2 separate regions of the Mus musculus genome follow, and region 1 is linked to region 2. Evidence: chromatin contacts called from public Hi-C data. All regions are on one chromosome and are shown on one strand. The core of a region is the stretch at or near the end of the contact, and the rest is flanking DNA. Distances in the headings are between cores, read along the strand shown.

Region 1 (6,575 bases), core at 3,100-5,599, 220 kb before region 2:
GAAGCGCGGGCGCTTTGCTGTCACTGCAGGTAAAAATCTGCTCCCCTGGCAGCTGGGAGTTGCTCCGTCCTGACAGGGATGCTGAGGGAGATACTTGTGTGTTTATAACCTTCGTGTGGTCTCTACCATGCATCCTAAATATCGGTTTAACTCCTGGCTTCGTGTAGGAAGCCCCAAATTTTAGAATCCAGACAGATGCAGGGGGTGTCAAGGAAAGCCCTTCTGTTGTCCAGGAAGTCCACTCTATCCACCTCCCATCCCGCAGACAGTCTCCAAATGATGACTACGCTACTCTGTTATTCTGATTGTGAGGCAGAATAGAAGTCCCTAGCCTGACCCATCGTGCCTCCATAGGTTCTGTAGTGTGTTCTGCTGGATCCCCAGCAAAATCTTGTTCCCAAATACTTTAGTCCAGCTTTGGTGACTTCCCCAAGAACGTGTAGCAGGACTGTTGATGGCAAGAGCCATGACCTGGAAAGAGGATGGTGGCCATCCAGGGTTGGGCTCTACCATGACCTTTGAGCTGGGAGGACATTGTTTTAAGTGGCCCGTTCCAGTCCCCATCCTGATGTTTCTCGACATCACTTTGTGGATGGTCAGGCTCCGGGCATAAGAAGAAAAGTCACGTTCAGATCTCCATCAAACCTAGCGTGGAAGCTGCTTCTCTGAAGCAGGCGCCCACCGTTCACCTGCTGCTCTCTTCCCCTCAGGTGCACCTGGAGCTCCCGCCCGGCGCCTCCCTGGTGCAGACTGCAGACGACTTTAACGTGCTCAAATCCAGCAATGTGAGAAGACACGAGGTCCTTAAGGAGATCCTGACTGCCCTCGGTCTGAGCTGTGACGCACCACAGGTTCCTGCCTTAACGCCCCTGTACTTACTGCTGGCCGCTGAGGTGAGCGGGCTCAGCCGTGGGTGCCTCAAAACCACAGCTCCTTAACTTGTCTGTCACGACCATGTTCAGCCTCGATTTCTATTTTGATTTTGGGTTTGGGTTTGGAAACTGTATTAATGTATCTTTAGTATTGTGTGTGTGTGTGTGTGTGTGTGTGTGTGTGTGTAAGGAAAGTAGAGGTGACTGTGGAGTTGGGGGCATGGTCCTTTTGTGGAGAAATGGAGCTGTGTCCTATGTGCTCAGAGTGCATGGCCGCATCTCCACACACGCGGTTCTGTAGCTGTGTGGCTGCAACCACTGTAGATGAGATATTTGAAAAAAAAAAATAAGGAAGGAGCCTATATTAGGCCAGAGAGACAGCTCAGTGGGTAAAGACCAGTGTAGGGTGTTGACCTTTATGTCCTAGGAACTTGTGTGTGCTCCTTATGTGAGGCGGAGGTGGAGAGTCCCGAGGGCTCCTGGCCAGGAGTCACCCTGCATGGCAAGGGACCTTGTCTCCAGCAGGGGAGAAGAGGGACACCCAAGCTTGTCCTCTGACATGTGTGTGCCTTGGTGCATGCTTACCCTGACTTTTATGAACACACACAGACGTGTATATGTACATAACACATCACACACATACAACACAGCACACACACACACACACACACACATCACACACATGCTAAAAAAAAAAAAATCCTGCCTCTCCTGAACATGCACGGACTATTTTTCTTGTCGTTACCTGAGCAATACCCAGTACAGCGTAGCAAGTATTCACACAGCGTTTGCAACATAGGACGTGTTTCTAGCCTCCTAGAGATTGCTTAAAGTCTATAGGAGGACATGCAGAGACCATGTGCCAATGCTGCGCTGTTCTGTATAAGACTTGAGATTCTGGCTTTTGGCGTCGGTGGGAAGGGGCGCAGGAACCAGTTCCCTGAGCATGACTGATGTGGATTCTGCCATCAGTTGGGATCGAAACCAGTTGTTTTGATCTGGGTTTTCCTCAGTAGGCGGGAAATCACTACTTCTGTGTGCTGATGTCTAGAAGGCTTTAGGTGTTATGTTTGCCACTCGTGTCTAAAAGGAAAACGGAAGTGTTGGCAGTGTTTCCGGAGTCCACCTCCCACCTGTATTCATCGCTGGTCTGTGAGGGATACCTGGTTTTGGGCAGCCTGCCAGATTCTCCAGGTGTGTGTTCCTACTAATCCCGTCGTGGTGACATGCTGTCAATTTCTTATTCATAGTGACAAATGATTTTGCAGAGCTCTTTCAGTTCTCAGCCAGCAGCAGGCCAGTCTGTGGGGTTAGTGATGTTAACATACAGCAAAAGCTCGGTGGCCAGGGGATGCCACACACCGAACCCACCTGCTTCGCTTGAAAAGAGCAAAATCCACCCTTCATGCCTGCACTGTGGAAAGGGGAGACGCTGCCTTCTGGGTTGGTTGCTGCCCCTGGGCGAGCTTGGTTTGTGTGGATCAGAGCTTGGCATTGTGTGGGTGCACCGTACTGACGGAGAGAGAGACAGATGACGATCCGAGAGGATTGTGTGAGGACCAAAGGAGGCAGCATGGGAGACTTGTGTAAGCACTGCAGTTTAAACGATAATGCAGCGAGTTAATGCAGCGATGGTTGGATTGTTAAGAGGTGTATTGGGTTAAGAAAACATGATGTGCTTAATAAGTTCCCGGAATCTAGGCTAAGAAATGGAAGGAAATGCTTCCAATTGAAAAATTAATATCAACACAGGATGCTCTTTTGTCCTTTAAAAACCATTCTTTTATTACATTTCATTATCTAATTTCTAAACATTTTTTTTTTTTTGAGGCAAGTTTTCACTGGCCCACACCGGCCTGGAACACACTCTGTAGCAGGGGCCACCTTTAAGCCTGCAGGGATCTTCCTGCCTCAGCAGATGTGAGCCACCAAGCCCGGCTCCGCAGTTCGCACCATTTCTAATGCATTAATCATATGGCTTTTGTTTGTGTCTTCATCATAGGAATTCCAACTCCAAGTTACTCATTGCTGTTTCATGTTCAGTTCATATGGCAAAACTTATGACTGTGATTTATGGCATAAAATTACCAAGTAGAGCCAGCAGTCCTCAGAGCTTTAGGTTCTTGTCCGTGTGGGCCAAGGCCACCTGTCTTCAGTGGAATATGACCGTCAGCCTCCTAGGCCCTCTCCTTCCTTCCTCTCCTGAGCATTGAGGATTGAACTGGAGATGGGGTTAAGTGTGTGATCCCTGCAAGCTTGCAGCCTGAGTGGTCAGAGGGCAACGCTGGCTGGCTTGCCCCTGGTCTGCTTGCCCTTTTCCCAGGCCTGACTGTAGGCCTTTTGACCACAGCAGAGAAATGAAGAGGAAAGATAGCCTTGGGTTTTCTTTTCCTGGGAAGGTTCTACTCTTTAGGTAGAACATGTACAGCTAAAATACCTAAGCTGCAGTTTTTTGCCTGAAGAGCAATGGGTATTTAGTCTCTCAGCTCTTGCACTGAGGAGGACACACTGTGGACAAGCTCTGGATGTCTTCGCAATGGGGCCTTACTTGGTGCCCTCAACATCTGCATAAAAAGCTGGATAGGTACAGCAGCCTGCCTGCAGTTGCAGCCTGTGGGGAGTGGAGGTGGGCCTCTCTGCAAGCTGACGAGCCAGATTGTCTAGCTCTGGGCTCAGCAAGAGACCCCGCCTCGGTACATACAGCGGTGAACAAATGAGAGGACGTGTGGCTTCTACACGTGACCACACACATGTTCTACACGTGTCCACACACATGTACACTCACTTGCACACATGTGTGTGCAGACACGCAGATAGAGTGAATTCGACTCTTTAAAATGTCCAGTGGCAGCCAGTGGCAGTGGGGGTGGCATTTGCTGGCTGGAGGAATGCTAGCTTACCCACTTACGATCCACGGGATGAAGTTCTTGTCAAAGGGGAAAGCCAATGTTTGCTCTGTCTAGCATACACATGTAGTCTTGGCAAGAATAGTTTTGAGATTCTTTCCGGGTCCCGGTCTCCCTCATGGACTTGAGGTCAGCTCTGAGGATGGTCATTCCTCCTGGCTGCTTCATTCTTACTGACTTCTGTTTCACGTTGAGAATTCAGGGCACTGAGCACACATGTGACCGTGGTGTGTCTTTGTTGATGTTATTTCTCAACGCTCTGATCAGAGGTCAGGGTTTTTTCCTTTTCTAGTACTGATCAAGTGTTGTGTTTTCTTGGAGCAAAAGTTCTCCAAACTATTTGAAAATAGAAACAGTAAGAGGTGGGTTTTTTTGGGCGGAGGGCGGGGGGCAGACAGAAGATTCGCCCTGCCCTTGTCCCGATGCTGAGGCTGCCACTTCAAGTTCCTGTGCAGCTCAGTTTATAAACCCAAGAGGCAATTTGATTTTCCTTCCTGCATCTGTGCACAGTAGGTCTCACTGACCTCTCTTCCTGCATCTGTGCACAGTAGGTCTCACTGACCTCTCTTCATACATCTGTGCACAGTAGGTCTCACTGACCTCTCTTCCTGCATCTGTGCACAGTAGGTCTCATTGACCTCTCTTGGATGAAAGGTACAGGAGGAGGATCCTGGCCTTTCCCATCCATTGGACCTGCCGCATGCCTTAGGAGTTTGTGCAGACTTCCTGCTTCCTGTAAAGCTCTCTGCTCATGGAAACCCACGCTCTCACCACATGATGTCGCTGCTGAGCTAGGCAACTTGAGTTACAAACCCCCTCTAACTGTAACTGTTCAGAAATTTAATTTATTCTCCATATATCAGTGTCACATAGTGTAATTTGGACATTTTCTACTATATTGGTGGCACTTTCTTTTGGGTCTGTAGAAGTCATTTCAATGCCACAGTTCATAAAATCCATCCATTCATTCAACATTTATTCAATATTAAGTCCCGTTCTAGTACAAGACGTGAAAGAACAAAATAAATAGAGAAATTATCTAAATACCTCCACTGAGGAGCAGCTGTGTTTACTCAGCGTTGAGCCCTGACGCTGCTCTTGACGGCAAGAAGCTCGCAAGATTTATGACATCCCCTCCACCCCATGTTTCTGTGTCACCCACCGTGATACAAAGAGAAACTGGGGACCCTTGGTGTCCGCTATTTGCTGAGAATTCCCTTCCTACCTGAACACCAAGACCTGCATTGGACCACCTTAGTAAAGCCCCACCATGGTGACTGGTGAGACCACTGGGAAGGCAGGGCAAAGCAGGGCTCTGCTGAGGGGCGGCTCCCTTGCCACGCTGCCTTCCTTCCGACATGGGTCTTTACATCTGATCCATCCTCCCAGGGACAGGTGGAAGGTCAGGCCTGCAGCTGAGGCCAGTATATTGAAAACCAACAACACCGCATGCTGTGTACCTGGGTCCACTAAAAGAAGACTGGAAGAGCCACGGTGTGTAGACATATGCACATGTATACGCACACACAATACACATACGTATACACACATGCACACACAAGCACATGCACACACATGTACACACAAAAACATATACACGTGTATACACATACGTATACACACATGCACACACAAGCACATGCACACACATGTACACACAAAAACATACACGTGTATACACATACACATATGCACGTGTACATGTATACACATACACATACATATACATATACATACATGCACAAACAAACATATACATACACAAACACATATACACACACAAACACACTTATATACAAACATACACACATGTACAAATGCATATATATGTGTGTGTGTATATATATATACATATACATATACATATACATATACATATATATATATATATATACATACATACATACATACACATTCTGGTGGTAAGCTTAATGTAATTTAATAACACTTCAAAGTTTTCTTTATATTTTTCAAAATTGTCTATGATAGATGTATGTTACTTTCATATTGAGCCAAGCTAGTTATTAATAAGTAAAAAAACAAGCTAGTGTGTCATCAACTTTGGAAGCCTCTCACATGTACTTAAAACCTGATTGTTTGGACTCTGACACTTGGTTGAAATTTGACATCTGACTTAATTATTGGGAGCAGTCATCCTCAATCTGGGTAGCAAATATCCTCCATATCAGATATTTATATTTTGATTCATGACAGTAGCAAAACTTCAGTTATAAAGCGGCATTGAGATAATTTTATGGTTGGGGGTCACCAGAGCATGAGGAACTATACTAAAGGGTCGCAGCATTGGGAGGGTTGGGAACCGCTGGTTTAGGGGGTGTAGCGTTGCCAGTGGGCTGTTTGACTCCTGTGAGTGGCATGTCACAGTCATGGCTGCCCGGCTTACTAGTGAGCTCCAGGGTTGGTGTGTGGGTGCCTCACTGGTGCTCACCCGTGTGAGCAGAAGGCGTTGCTGGACTAGTCACGACTGGAGCCCTGTTCCTGCTGGGGTGACCCAGAACCCTCCGCACTACTTCTCCATGAATAAACCCATACAGGGGCCAGCGAAGGTCAGGCTGACGGGCCGAACGCTTGATGTAAGATACATTATGGGCTAGCATTACATGGTGGCCTTCCTGTCAGCCCTCCATCCAGTAGAAGTGTTGGCAGGAATGCAGCATCACTGTGGGGTATGCCGTGGGAGACACACATTTTGTAAGGAAAAAACAGAGAAGGAACCCATTTCTGTGATGTTGTGTAGGAAAACTTAAACATTTATTTTATGTAAAAAGATAATAAT
Region 2 (7,518 bases), core at 927-3,426:
GGTGTTCAGGACAAACCTCTGTTGGCTGGGTGGCCTGTAGGAGTCACTTTAGCTTCCTGGCCCCTCCATCTTTGCTGTGAGCCCCAGATGCATCTTGCCTCTCTCTGGAACTTCAAGCAACTGGTCCTTTGGTGGGGCCACTGTCTGTTCTCTGCTTGCTAACAGATAGGTGTGGATTCAGTTCTCTACTGTGGGCAAAGAAGCCAATCTTAGATTTGGGGACAATGTGGTTTATGTTAATTTAGGTCTTCCCATTTCCCTTCTGAGCATCCACTTAGAGACAGTTTGGGCCTGGGAAGATTTGAGCTCTTTTCAGCAGAGGTTTCTTCTAAGTCGAAGTTCTCAACTGGCTTTGAGGAGACGGCTTTCGCATAAGTACCCGCCGTACAAGTGTGAGGACTGGAGTTCACATCCCCAGCACCCATACAGCACAAGTACCTGTAATTCCAATGTGTGGGAGGCAGAGACGGGATTCCTGAGCAAGCAGGCTAGTGAGACTGGTTGAATCTGATCTGGGTTCAAGTGAGAGATCCCGACTCAGTATATAAAACAGAGATAGAGAAACCAAGGAAGATGCCTGATGTCAGTCTTCAGCAGCACGCACACACACACACACACACATACATGCATGCACTCGAGCACACACACACACACACACATATACATGCATGCACTCGAGCACACACACACAAATGTAAATACTGCATTCATACCATATACACTTATGCTGTACACACACACACGCACACACACACATGCAAATGTAAATACTGCATTCACACCATATACACGTATGCTGTACACACACACACACACACACACACACGCATATACATGCATGCACTCGAGCACACACACACAAATATAAATACTGCATTCATACCATATACACTTATGCTGTACACACACACACACACGCACACACATGCAAATGTAAATACTGCATTCACACCATATACACGTATGCTGTACACACACGCACATGCGCACACACACACACACACACACACACACACACACACACACAAGAGAAAGAAAGGCATTCTCAGGTGGAGATGAGTTTTTGCCTCTCCTCCCTCTGCAGGCTAGCTGGCAATATCCAGAGATTGTCACTGGTCATGGCCAGGGACGGTGCTACTGGACGGTTGAACATGCTTCTGTATGGACAGGGTGCGCTCATTCTACAACGCTGGTGAAGACCATCCTCTCAAACTATCAACAGTGCCAGGGTTGGGACAATGCGCTACACAGACAGAGTTCCTCCGGCACAGGCGCTAGGGAAGCATCTGGGTTCCCAGCAGCTCAGCTGCAGGCTGGACCACACAGGCTTCGGGGAGCAGGTGGCAGCGCCTGGTGCCCAGGATCCTGAAGTCCAGCACACAGTGCAGACAGTGGGGGCGAGAGAGCGCGGGATGGTGATTGGTACTGACTCCTACAGCTGATGGACTGCAGTGGGGGGGGCAGGGGGAGAGTGAACCCCACCCCCAAGAAGTTCTGTTTTATGATACAGGAAGGTTTTAGAGACTTGGCTGCTCAGGTTACCGTCGGGTATCACATTCCTGGTCACCCACCTCCAACTTCCTGTTTTGTTTATCTCAGACTGACTTTAAAAAAAAAAAAATGTTTGCGCTGCCCCCATATGGCCCGGCTTCAAGTTGATTAGATATGGGGCTGGGTTGTAATGGATTAGAACGTGGGATTTGTTTGCTTGGTAATATTTTAAGAAAGCAATGAAAGAGGCTGAAAGATTGGGGCCGGGCGGGGGTGGGGGGATACTGTATATTTACAGTCCGACTCCATTTTCATTACCGGAAAAGACACCTTATTTAGGAATGTGGATTATGGCTCTCTGTCACTTTCTGATGTGTGTTTCATTCCTTTCCTGAGTTACAAATCCCTATAGATTGGGGGGACTTACGAGGCACACTTGGACATTTGTTTTCCTCTTAGTGTCTTTTCTTTTTTGACTCGGATCTCTCCCTTGGAATTTTTTCCTCCCTCCTTTCATTGACCGGCTTTCCTGAAAGCCAGTCTGCCCAGAGAGTTCCTGGCATTGTTAGAAGGATTATTGAAATGAGTCCCGTGAACGCGGGAGTCTGCTGCCCCAGTTGTTAGACACCGGCGCTCTGCCATCTGGAAACGCTAATTTCAGCTCTTATTTTGGTAAACATCTCTCATCTTCAACATTTTCGACAGCTATGCGCAGCCACGTCCCTGCTTATGAGATGCTCTGCAGCCACACACAGTGCCGGGGAGGGAGGGAGAGTGGGCAGGCGGGCAGTTTGTCCCATGTGCTGCGACTGTGACCTGAAACCTTTGGACGGGAGCTCAGGTTCCTGGGCATTCTGGGTCTCAGGCTGAAGGTCTTCAGTGATGCTTTCGCGCTTCATCAGCCATGAGAATCCTTTGCAGTCATTGCAGAAGTGTGTAAGATACCAAGGGTTGACGCTATCAGTTGGATATTCCCAAAGAACTCAAAAGAAAGAACATAAACGCAACAGTGACTATCTGAGGTGATAAGCACCCTGACTGATCATTGCTCTTGTAGGTTCTCACAATAGGTATGCATCCACTAAAAATGAAGAGAAACATGCCCAAAAGCAAATCAGTTCCCCACTTAAAGAATAAAAAGGGAGACTGGGGCTGTGAGTGTGGGCTGGGAGCATGGGCTGGGGACTAGGGAGGATTTGCCCCACAGCCCCACTTCCTTTGACAGAACCTAGCCAGTTGGCTTTATATGGCCAGCCTGCTATGCATAATCTCCTCCCTGTTATGGCCCGTCATCCTTCTTCTGTCCTGAATGCGTTGAGAGTTTTTATCATGAGAACAAATTGAATTTTGCCATCCCCCACCACCTTTGACAGAGTCTCAAGTAACCTTCAGGCTGGCATTGAATTCTTAGTTTTAAATTTGGATTTTTAAATTTTGTTTTTGTTTTTTGGAGACAGGGTTTCTGTGTGTAGCCCTAGCTGTGCTGGGACTCGCTCTGTAGACCAAGGCTGGCCTTGAACTCAGAGATCCGCCTGCTTCTGCCTCCCGAGATTAAAGACATGAAATAGAAAATATCATCCTGGGTGAGGTAACCCAGACCTAAAAGGACATGCATGGTGTGCACTCACTGATAAGTGGATATCAGCCAAAAAGTACAGAAAACCTAGGATACAATCCACAGGCAGTAAGAAGTATAAAAAGCAGAAAGGCCCCGGTGAGGGTGCTTCAATCCCTCTTGGAAGAAAATAATCACAGGAGGCAGAGAAAGGGAGGGAGCTGGGTGGGAGGGGGAGGGGGAGGGAAGAAGGACCCACCTGCTCCCATGTCTTTAGTGCAGACGTTACAAGCACAGGACACTTTTTAGTTGGATGTCAGGGCCTATGTTACTGGCTGGCAAACAACTTGCCTTGCTGAGCCGTCTCTCTGCCAGAGCCTGGTGTTCTGTGTTAGCCAGGGCAAGCAATACTGGCTGATAAAGGAACGGAATGCTTGCCGACGACCCCCTCGTGCTGAGTGCAAACACTCCCATTCTTCACTTTACCTATCTCCCATAACAGACCACCTTGTGCTGGTGACACTGGTGACGTCACCCGGAACCCAGGGAAGCCTCCTGCCTTGACTATTAGCTCCTGGTTCTTCTTTTCTTATAAAGCCACCAGTCACATCGGCTCTGGAGTCATCCCACTTGAGTATGATCTCACTATAAAAAAACGCCATAGCCATTTTGTCCAAATATGGTCATTTCCCCACTGGGGACTCAAACCTCAGCATTTCTGCATGAGGGACACACGGAGACTGACAGCAAGCATGCTGGACAAGGCGCTGGAAGTCATCTTCAGAAACCTTGACGTTGTCTCAAAGAGCCCAAGCAGAGCCGCTGTACTGGGTCGTGGAGTGAGTCAAACACACATCCTCGCTCAGACCCTTGTTCAGTGGCACCAGAGACCCCGTGTTTGCTCCGGCAGACTCAGTCTCTTCTGATGACTGCAGGTTTGATGCTCTAAGGGATTCTGGGATACCAATGCCGGCACAATCCTCTACCCCTTCCTGCCGCCAGAGTTCCTGATCACTTCCCTTGTTAGACAGCGGTCCTTCTGGCTACAGACCCAATTCTCAGCAACCAGTGATGGATAGCCAAGCTCAAAATTCCACTCCCACTCCTTGTCCCTGACACAGCTCCAGCCATCTTCCAGATTCCTGTCTTCAACTGCATGGCAGCCATAATTGAACTTTCTGCCGAGATTTACCAGATAGTTGGCCCTGGACCACCAATGTCAGCAGTACACGCTTCCCACAGCAGCTGTTTAGAGGTGTGGGTAAAATACAGAAAGGATTGGCAGTAGAACTGCACCAAATTCTACCCTGTTCGAGAAGCCCCCACGCCCTTGGACATCTGGAAGCCTGCCAAGACAATGGGGACATTAGGGCCTCCTCACCTGTCTCCAAGGTCTGTCCCTACACATGGCTGCCACTGTCAGGGAATCATGCGCCCCCTGGTGGATGCTTTATATTCTCATAACAATGGAGAGGGCATGCAAAAATCAGGACAAATTCCCCAAAGATGCAACACACCAAAGGAGACACTGAAGCCACCGGGGTCAGACACTGAAGCTCCGGGGTCAAAGGTGAGGAGAAGGCAGAGAGGTGGTGGCCTACGATCTCCAAGGGCACCCCCACAGCCTCCCGTCTTTTATTGGTGAAATCTTGGAATGGCATGGATTTTAACTTTCTAGTTTCCTTATCTGGTTGAAAATAGGCTATAAGCTGTTGTGTGGAATAAGGGGAGCCACAATATGTAACTTATTTATTTATTGTTGTTGTTATTTTGTAGCTCTGGCTATCCTGAAACTCACTAAGTAGATCAGGCAGGCCTTAAACTTACAGAAATCTACTTGCCTCTGTCTCCCAAGGATTAAAGGTGTGCACTATCATACTTGGTCAGGAAATACAGAATTTTAACCACTCTTAGAAAGATCTGTGCTTTAGTAAGCTATTTGTCTTCTAAAAATTCTTTCTTTTCTTTTTTCTCCTTCCTCTTCTTTCCATGTTTTCTCTCTCCCCCTCCCCCTCTCCCCTCCCCTTCTCCCCTCCCCCTCTCCCCTCTCCCTCTCCCCTCTTCCTCTCCTCTCCCTCTCTGTTAGGGCTAATGAGCTAAACCAGTAGGACCCAGGCAGACGCCGTTCCCAGCTTTCTTACCAGTAAACATCATGGAAGATGGTACATGGCAGGACATGGGCTGTAAGATGGCAGGGAAGCATACACACACGCACACATGCACACACACATGTACACGAATGCACATGCATACACACATGCACACACACATGTGCACGCATGCACATGCATGCACACATACACACATGCACACATGTACACACATGCACATGCATGCACACACATGCATGCACATGCATACACACATACACACATGAACACGTGTACACACACATGTGCACACATGCACATGCTCATGCACATGCGTACATCATGCATCAAGCATGTCTGGTGACTTACCACCTCATCACCCGCCAGCATAAGTTGCCATTTCTATAGGATTTGCCTCACTGCAGGCGACCAGCTAGCATGTGTTGGAAAAGCCAAGCTTGAGGCAGAGGTGATGTAATCCACATGGTAGAGGTGTGCTTCACTGACTTCCAGAAACACCATAGGTAGCAAATGTTTTCTTACTACCCTGCTAGAAAAACACGCACCGAGCACACACACCTTGCTCTTTGCCACCCTCTCATCATTGCAAGGTGAAAGATCCTACAGGTGTGGAAGGGGCTTGCTCCAGGAGGCTACTGCTCCCCAACAAAGCCAAAACGGCAACAACACTGCAAATGTGTCTCAATCTGCTGTGACATCCACTTGGTACAGGAAAGGTCCACTGACTCGTGGCCAGCTTCCCCTCAGGCACGGAAAAGGTTAAGTGGCCACTCACCCTGGAGTTCTGGCCCAAGAGTACAGTGTCAGGAGACTTCAGGCAGTGGCAGTAGCCAGCAGGAAAGAGGTGGCTTTGGGCGTGGGACACTTGGGGTCACCTGGCAGGGTGTGCCCTCTGAGATGAAGTTCAGGTCACTGGGTGGGTGGGGAGGTTACTCGTGAAAGGGTTATTTTCTTCTACACAGAACAATAGCTCACCGTTCAGCACCGAGGCAGCAGTTGGGTGAGCCAGAGCAATTGGGGGAAGTCTGTCCTCGTTGAGCTATGAGGTGTGGTGTGTGGGAACACTAGGTTCCACGGGTCCTAGAACAAGGAAAAACCTAGCAGTTTCTCTATTTTGCCTCAGAGAGGAGAAGGCCTGGTTGAATGCTCTTCTCCACCCTGTTTTTCTCTGTTCTGTGGCTGTGCCATGATGCAGGGTTGGGTGGGCAGGAGTTTGTAGAAGAAACCTCTGTAGCAGTGGAGGATGCTTCCTAACCAATAAAATAACTAATCAAAACGATTTTTATCATTATGGGTATTTTATCTGCATCTGTGTCATGTGTTACATGTATGTAGTGCTGTGTCATGTGCTACATGTATGTAGTGACTATCAAGGCCAGAGGAGGGCATGGGATTCATTGTAAATGGAGTTATAGGTGGGTGTGAGCTGTCACCTGGGTGCTGGGAGTCAAACATGGGTCCTCTGGAAGAGCAGACGGTGCTCTTAACTGCGGAGCCACCTCTCCGGCTCTGAAATCTTATCATCTTGGATTTAATGTAGGCCAGTAAGAAAAGTGGCAAACATTGTCCTGAAACAAAAATAGAAATTATATGCAAATGTATGCATATGGTCCAAAAACTCCATGTGTGCATGTGTGTGCATGTGTGCATACCTCTCTCTCTCTCTCTCTCTCTGTCTGTGTGTGTGTGTGTGTGTGTGTGTGTGTGTGTGGTGTTTAATTTCTGGAAGAGTTCTTAGCTGATATGTTAACATCACTGCTGGAATGAAGATCCCAAACTTGTCAGTGTTGGACATCCGTTTCTCGGCGTGTTAGCTTTTATAAAGTACATATGGGGTGTGTGCGAATGAATGATGTTAGCTAACTGAATACTGAGGCATAGAAAATAGTTTCACACCAAGAGGAAGTGCCCCAGAGACTGGTGATGAGGCATGTCATGTTGGTCCATGATCCATGATAGTATGGGGACACAGAGACACATCAAAGCAACAAAGGAGACAAGGTCTTCTAGCCCCCACGGGATTCTGATGTCATCTGTCCCCTGTATACCACAAATTCTTGAGTAGAAGCAGTCTTTGGGTAGCCTATCCATACTGATCATACTAGGAACTACTGGGTTCTGCAGGGTATCTGGCCTACAAGGGACTTGGGAAGAGGAGGGCAGATAGGTGTAAATTACTTGAACAAACAGAGCAATTAGACTCCCCTTGTTCAAGAGATGGGCAGTAGAACTACCCTGCATCTCTCTTTGAATCAGAGTCTCATGTAACCCAGGCTGGCCTTAAACTTGCTATGTAGCTGAAGACAACCTTGACCTTCTGATCTTCCTGCCTCTCTGGGTGCTGGCATTACAATTGTTTAC

What was found. Hi-C and Micro-C count contacts between places; a contact is called where the count stands out from the background.
Region 1: a contact with region 2 is called in a Hi-C map of the G1E-ER4 cell line, with 5 times the contacts expected there. The contact joins two enhancer-like sites. A contact is called at or near these places in 5 of 39 promoter capture datasets (the C10 cell line, embryonic stem cells, hippocampal neurons and 1 more), 6 of 15 datasets of contacts at CTCF or cohesin (the NIH/3T3 cell line, embryonic stem cells, hippocampal excitatory neurons and 3 more), 239 of 484 Hi-C or Micro-C datasets (the 4T1 cell line, the 63-12 cell line, the AML12 cell line and 130 more), 28 of 115 datasets of contacts at active chromatin or transcription factors (CD4 T cells, the HPC-7 cell line, T-cell acute lymphoblastic leukemia and 23 more) and 3 of 9 other capture datasets (embryonic stem cells, embryonic tail and liver).

What each region holds. Positions count from the first base shown.
Region 1 is chr16:94,256,910-94,263,484 of GRCm38.p6, reverse strand. Hlcs (holocarboxylase synthetase (biotin- [propriony-Coenzyme A-carboxylase (ATP-hydrolysing)] ligase)) reads left to right here. Exons shown (of 11, transcript NM_001360045.1): 5 at 711-893. Among named protein-coding and RNA genes, the nearest start is that of Hlcs, 30 kb to the left of the region's middle. Within about 2 kb of position 4,349, at least 10 of the 459 cell types and tissues checked have an H3K27ac peak or open chromatin away from gene starts, as enhancers often do. A contact at or near this core is called in the G1E-ER4 cell line, where this site is marked.
Region 2 is chr16:94,035,354-94,042,871 of GRCm38.p6, reverse strand. The region is part of intron 5 of Gm31175 (a long non-coding RNA gene); the gene reads left to right. Among named protein-coding and RNA genes, the nearest start is that of 2410003I16Rik, 28 kb to the right of the region's middle. Within about 2 kb of position 2,176, at least 8 of the 459 cell types and tissues checked have an H3K27ac peak or open chromatin away from gene starts, as enhancers often do. A contact at or near this core is called in the G1E-ER4 cell line, where this site is marked.